3 separate regions of the Sus scrofa genome follow, and all the other regions are linked to region 3. A link is a contact called in public HiChIP or PLAC-seq data. All regions are on one chromosome and are shown on one strand. The core of a region is the stretch at or near the end of the contact, and the rest is flanking DNA. Distances in the headings are between cores, read along the strand shown. Region 1 has its middle 16 kb from the start of PAG1. Region 2 has its middle 69 kb from the start of FABP5. Region 3 overlaps PAG1 (phosphoprotein associated with glycosphingolipid-enriched microdomains 1).

Region 1 (4,823 bases), core at 1,316-3,815, 150 kb after region 3:
TTAACAGATTGGAAAAGCTACACGACAGATAAACTTCTTTCCTAAAATCTCAGAGTAAGTCAGGACCAGATCTGAAATTTAAAGTCTGTCTTGGAGTTCCTGTTGTGGCTCAGTGGTTAACAAATCTGACTAGGAACCATGAGGTTGCGGGTTCAATCCATGGCCTTTCTCAGTTAGGGATCCAGCGTTGCCATGAGCTATGGTGTAGATTGCAGACATGGCTTGGATCCCGTGTTGCTGTGGCTCTGGTGTAGGCTGGCAGCTATAGCTCCGGATGGACCTCTAGCCTGGGAACCTCCATATGCTGCAGGAGCGGCCCAAGAAAATGGCAAAAAGACAAAAAATAAAATAAAATAAAATAAAGTCTGTCTTACTTGGGTTTCCAAGTCTGTTACCTAGCTTATCATACCTATCTTAATTATTAAGAGCTACTATGACTAGAACATAGCCAGAACCCTGATGCGGCTTGAACTCACATTTTTTTTTTGTTTTTGTTTTTGTTTTTTTTTTTTGGAATTAGAATCACTCCTTAATGTCTGGACTTACTAATGTTCAGGTTCTTTGCATCTGCGCAGAAGGAATTCAGCAAGAGACAAAGTGATAGGCAAGAATAGATTTATTAAGGTAGGAAGCTTCTGAGAGATACAAGCAGGCAGGCAAGGAAGCTCTGCCCTGAGGATTAGGTGGGCTACATTTTTATAATCCAAAGAAAGTGGGAGTGGGAAAAGACTGCCTTCTTCCTCATTCTTTGAGTAGACATCAGGCTTACATCATTAGCTCCTTCTGTGTATCTGGTAAGGGAGTATTTGACCTTCTGAGGTCAGACTAGGACTGTCGTGCTGCTTATTCAGATCTGCAGAAAGGTGGTAACATATGCTAAAATATGTTGAATCTTCTCAGGTTTCTGTATCATGAGGGTTTCCTACTTTGGAATGTCATCTTTCCCTTAAATTCTGGTCCTTAGTCCTAAGGATCATTATCTTGCTGAACTTGAATACAGGCCTCATTTTATCTTTCACTTAATGACCTGAGGCACATCTCGTGGTTTTATGGTTTTATAGTTAAGCAAGCCTGCTTCATTCCACATCTGATGGCTTTCTTAAGTGATCATTAACTTAACAGTGACCTCCCAAAGTTCCCAGGTTTTCTTCTCTACCTATGGTCCCCTATTTGGACTTTTTTTTTTTTTTTTTTGTCTTTTAGTCTTTTCTAGGGCCACACTCACAGCATATGGAGGTTCCCAGGCTAGGGGTCCAATCGGAGCTGTAGCCTATGCCACAGGCACAGCAACGCGGGATCCGAGCCATATCTGCAAACTTCACCACAGCTCACAGCAACACGGATCCCCAACCCACTGAGCAAGGCTGGGGATTGAACCGGCAACCTCATGGTTCTTAGTCGGATTCATTAACCACTGAGCCACAACAGGAACTCCTCTATTTGAACTTCTATAACTACCTGTGTAACTATCCTACTCTATCCCTATCATTAGGATTATATAGACAATGATAGACAATGATGTAGCCATCGAAGTTCAGATGGTCCTATTATGGTTCTATTATGGATGGTGAGCTTGTCATTCATCTCAGAATTGTTCATTTAGCCTTATGTTTATTCTAGTAAACAAACTCGATGTCATTTTGCCAAATTAAGACAGTGCATCATTTATACTGATAGGAAACTTTAGGCATCCAACTTAATTTAAAATATAAACTCTTAAAAAGGAAAAGACTGGAGTTCCCGTCGTGGCTCAGTGGTTAATGAATCTGGCTAGGAACCATGAGGTTGCATATTTGATCCCTGTCCTTGCTCTATGGGTTAAGGATCCGGCATTGTTGTGAGCTGTGGTGTGGGTCACAGATGTGGCTTGGATCCCATGCTGCTGTGGCTGTGGTGTAGGTCAGCAGCTGCAGCTCCAATTGGACCCCTGACCTGGGAACCTCCATATGCCTTGGGTGTAGCCCCAGAAAAGACCAAAAAAATGACAAAAAAAAAAAAAAAAAAAAAGGAAAAGACCACTTGAAGCACTGACAAAAACAGAGACAAGAAACATTTTTTAAAATAAAATCCCAAGGATCGAAAAATAACTGTACTGCCTATCTAGCAGGTTAAAATTTAATTAGCTCTGTTGAATTGTAGCTAGACTCACTCTTTGAGTCTTCTTCAGGTTATACATTTGAATTGAAACAATAACTTTGCAGCTAGAAGAGTTTCTAATGACTTTGGGGCATACCAGCTAACAATTTATCTCAGGAGGGAGAAGGGAAGAGGAATATTGTTTGATTTTATCAGATTCAGTGTTACTCTTCAGAAATAATTACTTGCTTTTCTAACACACCAAACTTTTACTTTATTACTGACAGACTCTCTGAAATGACAGCCACTGACGTTACAGAACCGTCATTATTGTAACATTCTATCTGACAACATGCAATCATGTACATTAAGAGGTTTAAATTGCCCTCAAACATGTGGTAGGAAAGTTTGTTTAACTCAGTGCTGAGTACTACAAGCTCAATAATAAACTTTCACTGATAGGCTGATTCTCACTACATTTTCCTAAGAGCTCTGTCTAAACAGCAAACAAGGACAGAAATGACTGTGTCCTGGAGTCTTAAGTGTAGACATACTTGTGACACTTTCTCTGAGTCAAAGCAGATGATTTCTGTGGAAATTTTGCAATTAAGAGAAAAGTTCACAGGCCTTCCCTTCTGGATAGATAAGGATGTCTGTTCCACACAAGTTTTGTGGGTACTTACTCTCAAATGGGATACCCCTGGGGGATTTGACTTTTCAAGAAAAGGCCTCAGAAGAGCTTCCTGGTGGCACAATGGGTTAAAGATCCAGCATTGTCATTGCTGTGGCTCTGGTCACTGCTGTGGTGCAAGTTCGATCTCTGGCTTGAGAGCTTCTACATGCTACAGACTCAGTCCAAAAAGAGAGAGAGAAAGAGAGAGAAGTCCTGATTTTTATTATGTATTATGTAGTAGTATTTAACTGCAGGGTGTCCAGATCAGTTCTCTCTTTCCTTTTTTTTTTTTTTTTCTTTTTACAGCCACTCCTGTGGCATATGGAAATTCCCAGTCTAGGGGTCAAATTGGAGTTGCAGCTGCCAGTCTACCCCACAGCCACAGCAATGCCAGATCCAAGCCATGTCTGTGACCTACACCACAGCTCACTGCAACGCCAGATTCTTAACCCACTGAGCAGAGCCAGGGATCGAACCTGCAACTTCATGGATACTAGTCAAGGTTTGTTACCACTGAACCACCACACAATATCCCCCAGATCCGTTCTCTTTTGAGGTTCACTTAGAGCAATTCCAAAATTTCAGAATTTACTGTTCAGGCTAATTTGGACTCTTCAGAATTCGGAATGATGTGGCCTGCTGTAGGCTCACCCTCCTGGGACCACAGGAGAATTGATAGAGATTTGGTTAGAAAAAGATGGCCTTGGCTAGAGAATTCTGTACCTCCTACCATGCGAACATCAAAGCAGGTGTCGTCTTTTGTAGGAGACAGAGCTGAAGATGAGATTCAGCCCCCAGCACAGCGGTTAGCAGTGTGGGCTCTCATATGCCTCCACAAACAGGTGCTTGGATCTTAATCATGTTGCCTATTCTCTGTCTCCCGATTCCTCGATTGTAAAATATAGCAGTGGCTTTTCTTACTGAATCTTTATATGATTGATAAAGTTAATGGTTTTTAAACATTTGGCACAGTCTCTGGAAGCTAGAAAGTTCTCAAATAACAACCAATAGTGCTGGGTGTGCTGGAGGAAGTCCATGCATTTTATTTTTGTCTTTTTTTTGTGGCGGGCCTCAGGTGCAGTATATGCAAATTCCCAGGCTAGGGGTCGAATTGGAGCTTCAGCTGCCAGCCAATGCCACAGCCACAGCACATCATATCTGAGCCAAGACTGAGAACTACATCACAGTTCACAGCAATGCCAGATCCTTAACCCACTGAGCAGAGCCAGGGATCAAACCCATGTCCTCATAAATACGAGTCAGGTTTGTTACCACTGAGCCACGATGGAAACTCCAGTCCATGCATTTTATACACGTAACTCATTTACTTTTCACAAAGACAGCAGGAAGGACCGCATTCCCATTTTACAGATGAAGAAACCAAGGCACATACAGATTAAGTAACTTGTGCAAGATCACACAGCTAGTAAGCAGCAGATAACCTCTATACATTTTAACCTGGGTCCAGTGGCTCCAGAGCCCATGCATTTAGCCACTCATTCCTGCTTCATCTCTAATAAATAAATGTGATGTTTTATTATTGTTGTTTTCCTTCCTGTAATTCTTTCCAACTCCATGACACCGATATGACCTCTATTTCTTCAGGTCCTTTGTTCCAAGGGAAGCGGCAGCTGGCTCCTCCTATGGCTAAACCAGGGTGATCCATGATAAGCCACTTGTCACTAGCATGAGTCCCATGGGGAAAGGTAGCCGGAATGACTGAAAGGCCATATATGGGGAGTTAAAACTCTGGTTTGGATTCTGACACTCTCTTGGCTATGTCGATAGATTCAAATGAATATTTCTATTCATCTTTCATGCCTAGAATTGCAAGATAATTTACTTAAATATAAATACTTACTGAATACCTACCAAGTGAGAGTATTTTATACTTTGTTGTGGATAGGAAAAAATGAATAAATAGAAGGCACGATCCCAACCACAAGTACTTTCTATCTAGGATGATAGGTGCCTATACAAGTAACCAGGCTGGAAAACCTGTGGGAGTTGGCAAGACCTGCATTCAAACATGTTTCATTTCCTACTTGTGTATCACCTTAAACACATGATCTTT
Region 2 (4,470 bases), core at 1,147-3,646, 230 kb after region 3:
TCATGAAGAAATTACTTTTGAATAGTTAAAACTGTCTTGAATGCTTTACACAGTAATACCCAACAGTGAGTGCCCAATTAATACTTTGAAGAAAATATACTGAGTAAATCAAACAAGAGAAAGTAGCTGTGTTTAGCTACTGGTGCCCTCCATTCTTGCTAAGACCTTATTTTGAGGAAACATTGGAGAAATAGACAAAGGCATTGTCATCTGCTGACAAAATAAGGTTATATAACAAAGAGTCATAATACTGAGAGGCAGACAGGCTTGATAAGATTGCTTCTAAACTAAACTAGCTCTTTGGGGTAGAAATAAGACATCTAGTTAAGGATATCAATTAGTCCTCTTAAGGTTACAATGGATGCAACAATGTGATATATACTGAAGTATTTCATACCTTGGTATTCAACAGGATTCAGAGTTATAAAGATGCTAGTTTGATTGCTAAATATGTCTCCCAATGAACTAACATCTGAGAATCAGTCCAGGTGGGTTTGATTTGTTTGTTATACTTTTCCTAAACCATCCCAATTCTCTAGTATAGGTTTTCAGTTGGTAGAATTATAGAGTGGAACTCAAAAAATAATTGTAACTTCAGCATTCAATGCAGCCTCTTAATAATTCCTTTCAAGAGAAAGTTGCAAATGACTAGGTGGAACAAAGTAGAAGAAAGAGAAAAACCTATATTTAGTTTCTAAAATCTCTGAATGAATGAACCAGAGCAGCATTAGATCAGCAGTGTCTGTTATTTTACGATTTTTCCAATTACTTCAAATTTTTCTTTCTCTCTCTCTCTCTGTCTGTCTCTCTCTCACACACACATACCCATACTCTTTAGGGAGATTAAAATTTTCTATTGGTGGATTTACTTATTCATTTTCCTGCTTATGAGAATAAATTTAGAATGATCTTGCAAAATCTGGAGTACTTCACATGGCGTTATCTTATTAGTGTTCCAGTTGTTCCCTTCTAGATTTGATCCTTTTGAGAGAAACCAAAATTTATAAACCTAATTAAGTGTACATATCTCCCAGTCAAAGTGAAAGAAAGGAAAAACATTATTTTTTCATTTTGTGATTCTCTTATTTGGACCTTTCCCTAGAGGGGACAGTTGGCTTCAGAATCAAAACAAGCATTTCTAATTGGTGATCAAGAGTGATATTTGAAGTAATCAGTTGTGACAAGACAGAGATGATAATTTAGGCAGCTAGGATATAGAAAAAAAATATCAGGTACATAAAACAGAATACTTAGAGATACACAATTGTAGGTACAATTTTTGGATAATATGAACTATTTTTGCAAATATTTTTAGAAAAATGTAAAAGTCCCTTGAATATAAATAGGAGCCATTTTAAAAATTAATCTAAACCAAGATTTATGATATTAATTTTATGATATTTATAGAATGATAATAAAGTAAAAAACGATTAATGGTTATATTTTTGGTCTTGGGAAAAAGATAATACTGAAATTTATTTGAATTAAAATATTTATGAATGGCATAAAGCTTGGAATGCATAAAATTTAGCTGTAAGATATAGCTGCATATCATAAAGCATGAAATATGTAAAAGCATGTAGTAAATTCCAGAAAGAAGATACATTTGAAAGCTATTGCTTTATTCATGAGAAGACTATACTGTCACAAACTAGAGGCTCAAGTTTGTAGTCATGTTATCAGCCTGTCTATCGAGCCTTCGTTTGTATGGGTTGGGCTCAGTTTGAGGCTGAAGAAAGGCAACCATCACTCCCATTCCCCCAGCCCAGATGCTGAACATGTGATACTAAAATTACATGGCCATCAGTGGCCAGCAATCCATGCGCTGACCAGTGTTAAATGCAGCCTGCCCCTGGAGAGGGGGTTTGACTTGGGCAAGAAGCTGCTCATTTCCAGCAGAGCAGAGGGTAAGTCCTTCAACTCTGAGGGCAGCTCAGTACAATGTTCATTATACACGCATGTAACATGTCTATAAAGCTATCCATTACTTTTTCTATAAGTATGTTACTTCTCTTGCATTTTCTTACATTTGTTGAATTGCTCTCCCATTCAGTAACCCACATCAGATCCTGGGGAATCTTTGAGTCCTTCCTAGCAGCTAATCCAAAACCCGTATCTCTCCATCCTTCATTTTTCACTTACCTTTTTCCTCCTTGTCCACCTTGTGGTTAGGGGCAAAACAAATACAGACACACCATCCCTTACCTGAACATCTGCAGTAGTCACTTCATTGCTGCTGAAGTCCCACATCTTCCATTCCTCCTGTCTCTCCTTCGCCTCCAAAGTGACAGGTGGATAATGTAAAACTAACCACACTAGCCTCCTGTTTATTCAGTGGCTTCCATTGTCTTCTAGATATAATGACTACATTTCTTATCATGGTTTGAAATTTGTCCAGCCTCAACTGAAACCCACTGCTCAGTCATTCAGACTTGCTTGTCATCCTCCGAGTACATTAGGCAATTTCGTATCTTCCTGCCTTTGATCATGATGCTCTTTCTGCCTGGAATATTCTTTCATCCCACTGCCTTGCCACTTGGGAATATCTATTCACCTTTCAAGTCCTAGTTCAAGCAGTAACCTTTTGTGAAAGCTTTCCTGACTTGTTTCATCCTGTTCTTTATTTATGACCCAACCTACTGCTGTCTTTCTATTTCTGATTCTTACTTGCACTTTTTGAACCCATGACCTGTCTGTCCTAATATTTTTATTCTCCTGGAAGGCAGAAATAATATCTGTTTATTCCTGAGGAGCATGGAAGGAAGTGCATTAATTAAGGAAGGATAAAAGGATTATTAAACAGAGGGGAGGAGCCAGTTGCTAAGAGACAGGATGAATCAGAAAAACAAAAAACAAAACAAATGAGTCTGGTTCTGTGATTTTTTTCAGTTATGCCCCACAGCCTTCTTATAGGCAGGGGAGCTCTGATATGAAGTACTCAGGATGAAGAAATGAAAAGCTGGTTTTAGTGGAAGTACACGGCATAGATGAGATCAAGGCTTCTAGTAAGAGCTTGACTGCAATGGCTACCGTAGGGAATGTCTGGGTTGGAGCCAAATGGGCCTGCAGTCTGGCTGATGGGTTTTGAGAACAGAGGTGGTCCAGAAACTGGAGGACAAAAGGTAGAATCAGTAATAAAGAAGCCTGAAAGGAAAATTTTGGTGCTCAAAATATAGGAAATGAAGCAATTTTGGGTGATGACAAAGTCCAAGGCCCGGTTTTTTTTTTTTTTTTTTTTTTTTTTTTTTTTTTTGTCTTTTTTGTCCTTTTAGGGCCACACCCACGGCATATGGAGGTTCCCAGGCTAGGGGTCTAATCAGAGCTGATGCTGCCAGCCTACATCACAGCCACAGCAACACCAGATCCGAGCCATGTCTGTAACCTATGCCACAGCTCATGGCAACGCTGGATCCTCAACCCACTGAGCAAGGCCAGGGATCCAACCTGCAACCTCATGGTTCCTAGTTGGATTTGTTTCCACTGAGCCATGACGGCAACTCCCCAAGGCCCAGTCTTAAATGTAGGCAGCTTAATGGGAGGGTAAAGAAGATAAATGTTGTTACCACTAAAAAACCGAAAATCTTTGTGGTCAGGAGCTAGGTGGGTTATTATTAGAGTGACCATATAGCCTGGTTTCCTTGAATGCAACCTAGTTTTACACCTCTTTTTCCAGCATAATTATTGATAGTATTTCTCTCAAAAGTGTCCTTCTTTGGATGATAAATTACATAGTTACTTTCATTTTTATTAATTTCCCCAAAAAGCATGATACTACTTAGTATAGCTGTGATAGTTTTGGGGACTTTGGTTGAAAAATGAAGCTTTCAAAATTAGAATTTTATTTATTTATTTATGTTTTGCTTTTTAGGGCCACACCCACGGCATAAGGAGGTTCCCAGGCTAGGGGTCCAATTAGACCTGTAGCTGCCGGCCTACACCACAGCCACAGCAACATGGGATCTGAACCACATCTTTGACCTACACCACAGATCACAGCAACACAGGATCCTTAACCCACTGAGCGAGGCTGGGGATCCAACCCGCATCCTCATTTATCCTAGTCGGGTTTGCTAACTACTGAGCCATGAAGGGAACACCTCAAAATTAGAATTTTAAAAATTAGAATGAAAACATAGTAGAAGATATAAAGAACAGTTACTGCAGTTTACCATGGGAAGATAATAATAATGAATTCATTTTTAATGATAACACATGTCCCAAATAGAACTGTTAAATTTAACATTTACACACGAAACATTAGGTTTTCTGTAGTCTGGGTCCTGTCTTTTAAAGTTTTTTAGAATAGAGTGCATTAAAACAAATTAGCAGTGCTTAACATGTGGCTAAATAATTTATACCTAAAGGAGAGTCTGTCAACTGAGAGATGTTTCAAATATAATTGCTGCCTTGCATCAAGGAAAGAACATAGGATGAAAAATCAGAGCATGTAGCTCCCTCAGCTTCTTACCA
Region 3 (4,796 bases), core at 70-2,569:
CTAGTCGGATTTGTTTCTGCTGCGCCACAACAAGAACTCCCATTTTCTGCTAATTCTTTTAGCAAGTAAAATATCTTCTGAGCATCCAGATTCAACTCATACTAGCAGAAATATATGAACAATTTGGGATGATTGCTCATGAGTTTTCTTGGGGATATTTAAGCCTATTTCTCTCAATCCTGTTTCTATCTGTCTCAATTAAATTGCATTCAATTACAGAATAGGAGTTCCCGTCGTGGCGCAGTGGTTAACAATCCGAGTAGGAACCATGAGGTTTCGGGTTCGGTCCCTGGCCTTGCTCAGTGGGTAAAGGATCCGGCGTTGCTATGAGCTGTGGTGTGGGGTGCAGATGAGGCTTGGATCCCGAGTTGCTGTGGTTCTGGCGTAGGCTAGTGGCTATGGCTCCGATTGGACCCCTAGCCTGGGAATCTCCATATGCCGCTGGAGAGGCCCAAGAAATGGCAAAAAAAAAGACAAAAAATTACAGAACAGCATGTCTTCAAAGATAAAAAAAACTATCTCACTGTCAGACCACATGTGTAAATATTCTGAGTTACTGAACAGAGGGCAAAGGAGGACCATTCACTGTACCTCAGCTAACATTTATTAGGGCACCTGAATGCCCCAGATGTATTGCAAAGGATATAAGATTAACGAAATAGCAGACTTAATTTAATAGTTGTACGTCAAATATCTTTGTTTCAGAATAGGATTCACCATTGGCTGCATGATGTACAGTCATGACCAGAGGCTATAATTTAATGATGATATTACTCTACAAGAGGCAGTGGCATTTCCCACTCCCCTGACCCTCTCAATTTTATATCATTTCAGGCCACTGTAGGAGCTTGTCATTTGACATTGAGAAAGGCTGGTGCCTGAATTTACAGGACTTCTGTTGGGATTCTTTTTTTGTTTGTTTGTTTTGTTTTTTAGGGCTGCATGTGTGGCAAATGGAAGTTCCCAGGCTAGGAGTCGAATTGGAGCTGCACCTGCCAGACTACGTCACAGCCAGAGCAAGGATGGATTCTTAACTCACTAAGCCAGGCCAGGGATTGAACCCGCATCCTCATGGATACTAGCTATGTTTGTTACCACTAAGCCACAATGGGAACTCCTGGGGATTTTTTTAGAAGCTGGGATGAATAACTATTTTGGACTGAAAGCTCTATGATTGCTCATAATTTTATGTCCATTCATTTCATGGTTTTAATCAACAGATGATCTTGAGAAAAACCAAGGGCCTTCTACTTCAAAAGCAGGTGCCACTTTTAACCACAAGAGGGCAGTAAAACTCTAGTCTCAGCCCTAATGGGCAGCCTCCTGGACAGACCTGTTACAGCTGTTTGTGCCTATGCTGAGCATTTTCATTGTCTTCATAAGCCTGGACTTCCAGGCACCCCCAATCAATTCCAACAAGAAGGGAAACAAAAACCAGATGAAATTAATGAAAGTTGTAGCCCAAATCCCAACTATGCATTTCTTTAGCCAAACACATTTATTGGGTAAGTGCTCGGATTACTGCAAATTGTGTAAACAGTAATTTGGTAGTGTTGGGATGGGATGGCAGGTGAAATTCGCTACAGAAGTGGACCATCAGGAGTTCCCGTCGTGGCGCAGTGGTTAACGAATCCGACTAGGAACCATGAGGTTTCGGGTTCGATCTCTGGCCTCGCTCAGTGGGTTAAGGATCCAGCATTGCTGTGAGCTGTGGTGTAGGTTGCAGATGCGGCTCAGATCCCGCGTTGCTGTGTTGCTGTGGCTGTGGCTGTGGCCGGCGGCTACAGCTCTGATTTGACCCCTATCCTGGGAACCTCCATGTGCCGTGGGAGTGGCCCAAGAAATGGCAAAAAGACCAAAAAAAAAGAAGTGGACACTCAGTTTCTCTGAAGCTGCTGAGCTCAGTAATGATAGTCATTTCCATTTTACAGCTGTCCTAGTTGACACATAATTAAGCACGATGGAAACTACCTCCTACCTGGCTCCTCACGATGGCCAAAATAAGGAGGTCCTTGAGCCCCATGAGAACGCCTCCTTCCTGGTCATCACAGGCGTGGGAACCATGCAGTAAAAGGACACTTTACGAGCAACACATTAACCAAACGCATTTAACGAGGGCTGAGGAGCCAACATCTGCTGGGCTTCTGACCTGCAAAGCACGTGGCTTACACAGGCTACATGAACCTCTCCACAGCATTCTCCGGTCTCCCTAAAGAGTCTGAAACGGAAGTATTTAAAGCCCAAGGTTCTCTGCCAAACCAGTCATTACTAAGATTTTCCTATTTCCCTCTTTTCCTGAATCGGGGGAAACACACTCAGAGGGCACAAGGTGGTACAGGACTCCCAGGTGAATTTTCTTCTTTAGAGTTTTTTTTTTTTTTTTTTTTTTTTTTTTTTTGGCTTTTCTAGGGCCACTTCCTGCGGCATATGGAGGTTCCCAGGCTAGGGGTCTAATCACAGCTGTAGCCACTGGCTACAGCCACAGCAACGCCAGATCTCAGGCACATCTGCAACCTATACCACAGCTCACAGCAACACCGGATCCTTAACCCACTGAGCGAGGCCAGGGATTGAACCCGCAATCTCATGGTTCCTAGGTGGATTCGTTAACCACTGCACCACGACGGGAACTCCTAGAGTTTACACAAACATTTTATAACATCACCTGGGAGCAAGATCTTGACAGTTCTTCCTGCGACACCTTGAAGCTTGAGAGATAGGAACCTGGAAAGGCTTGACATCATCATACTGACCCTGCCATCAATGCTGGCTGCTGCTGCACAAAAATCCAGGCATTCATCCTAAGAGCAGCTTATAAATCCTTCAAGCCATCTGTCACCATAACCCGATTTCTTCTCATACATGGCAAACCCATTGATCCATACAGGAAAGAGGAAATCTGACCCTTTGGGAGTGTGTGTGACTGTCACTTGTCTTAAAAAATACATTAAACTTACATGACAGAATATAGGTAATTGCTTATCAAAGCTCTGCCACCATCTTGTTTTTGCCTTCAGAAAGACAACCTTGGGGGTTAAAGACTGCCTTCTAAGGTTGCTTTTCCTCACATCCTGACCTGAAGACCAATTCCCGAGGTTCATTTTTTGTTTTCAATGGTAAATCTCATGAAAGAACAGGAGTGGGGAGGGGAGTGGGGCAGGAGCGAGAGAGAATGATTCTCACAGATTGAGTGAGGAGCCCAGGTAAAGGGTCTTCAATGGGCATAAGTAAGTCCAAATGGACCGCTTCACAAAGTGTGGTTTGGGCTACAGGCTCTATTCTTCCTGCCTTGCAGGTCTGCTCACCTCATCTCAATGAAAAGTTCTTTGAGGGCAGGGATAGACCCATCTCACCTCTCACCATATTCTCAGAATCACCATGATCAAGAGAGGGTCCAGTCAAGAAATTTTTACTGAACACGTTTCTGCAAAAGGAAGATGAGGAGACTCCCAAGCTGAATGAACCATTTATAACGTATGGGAGAGAAGGAAATTAAAGACATGAAGCTATCAAGCAAACAAAAAACAAGCCAATGGCATTATTTTGTTCTTTTTTATGGCTGAGTGGTATTCCATTGTTTATATGTACCACAACTGCTCAATCCATTCATCTGTTGATGGACATTTAGATTGTTTTCATGTCTTTCTTGGCTATTATGAACAGTGTTGCAACAAACATAGGGGTGCATGTGTCTTTTTCAATGAAAGTTTTAGAGACTCTCATACTAAGTGAAGTCAGAAAGGGAAAGACAAATACCATATGATACCACATATACATAGAATCTAATACATGGCACAAATGAACCTATCTGTTCTACAGAGACAGAAACAAACTCATGGACATGGAGAAGAGACTTGTGGTTGCCAAGGGGGCGGGGGAAGGAGTGGGATAGACTGGGAGTCTGGGGTTAGTAGACGCAAACTATTGCATTTGGGTGGATAAGCGATGAGATCCTGCTGTACAGCACAGGGAACTATATCCAATCACTTGTGATGGAACATGATGGGGGATAATGCAAGAAAAAGAAAAAATATATACATATACATATATATGTGTGTGTGTAACAGGGTCACTTTGCTGTACAGCAGATATTGACAGAATGTTATAAATCACCTATTAAAAAAAAAAAAAAAAAAACAAGCCGGAGTTCCCGTTGTGGCTCAGTGGTTAACGAATCCAAATAGGAACCATGAGGTTGTGGGTTTGATCTCTGGCCTCGCTCAGTGGGTTAGGATCTGGCATTGCTGTGAGCTGTGGTGTAGGTTGCAGACGCAGCTCAGATCCTGCATTGCTGTGGCTCTGGTGTAGGCCTGTGGCTACAGCTCCAATTCGATCCCTAGCCTGGGAACCTCCATATGCTGCAGGAGTGGCCCAAGAAATGGGAAAAAGACAAAAAAAAAAAAAAAAAAAAAAAAAAAGCCCAGCTCTGGAAGGAACATGGCCCCCTGCCTTCCTTGTTCCATCACCTGCTATCACCCAAGCAAATGAATGTCTCTTCTCACCACTGGAACTGCCTGCTGTATGGGAATCCTCACCACTCTTAGCAGGTCCGGCCCCAGCAACCTCACTGTGTCCCCAAGCTGGGTGCTTCTCGGCCCCTTCTCAGCACTGATGTGTCATGCCTTCCTTCTCTCCCGGGAACTTCAATCATACCTCTCTCCTCCCTCCCTTGCAACAGGCTGGGACTTACATTCTCAAAGAAAAGAGGAGCCTGGACTATTCTTATTTTTGGCCATGCATGCGGTAGGCAGAAGTTCCCTGGTCAAGGATGGAACTCATACCACGGCAGCAACAAT

What was found. HiChIP or PLAC-seq counts read pairs in DNA pulled down with a chosen protein or histone mark.
Region 1: an H3K27ac HiChIP or PLAC-seq map of alveolar macrophages shows a contact between it and region 3. The contact joins two enhancer-like sites. A contact is called at or near these places in 5 of 47 Hi-C or Micro-C datasets (brain, embryonic fibroblasts, fibroblasts and 2 more) and 1 of 2 datasets of contacts at active chromatin or transcription factors (alveolar macrophages).
Region 2: an H3K27ac HiChIP or PLAC-seq map of alveolar macrophages shows a contact between it and region 3. The contact joins two enhancer-like sites. A contact is called at or near these places in 1 of 47 Hi-C or Micro-C datasets (embryonic fibroblasts) and 1 of 2 datasets of contacts at active chromatin or transcription factors (alveolar macrophages).

Annotation. Positions count from the first base shown.
Region 1 is chr4:55,432,738-55,437,560 of Sscrofa11.1, reverse strand. No RefSeq gene overlaps it. Among named protein-coding and RNA genes, the nearest start is that of PAG1, 16 kb to the left of the region's middle. Within about 2 kb of position 2,565, at least 1 of the 83 cell types and tissues checked has an H3K27ac peak or open chromatin away from gene starts, as enhancers often do. A contact at or near this core is called in alveolar macrophages, where this site is marked.
Region 2 is chr4:55,349,652-55,354,121 of Sscrofa11.1, reverse strand. No RefSeq gene overlaps it. Among named protein-coding and RNA genes, the nearest start is that of FABP5, 69 kb to the right of the region's middle. Within about 2 kb of position 2,396, at least 1 of the 83 cell types and tissues checked has an H3K27ac peak or open chromatin away from gene starts, as enhancers often do. A contact at or near this core is called in alveolar macrophages, where this site is marked.
Region 3 is chr4:55,581,939-55,586,734 of Sscrofa11.1, reverse strand. The region is part of intron 3 of PAG1 (phosphoprotein associated with glycosphingolipid-enriched microdomains 1); the gene reads right to left. Among named protein-coding and RNA genes, the nearest start is that of PAG1, 130 kb to the right of the region's middle. Within about 2 kb of position 1,319, at least 4 of the 83 cell types and tissues checked have an H3K27ac peak or open chromatin away from gene starts, as enhancers often do. A contact at or near this core is called in alveolar macrophages, where this site is marked.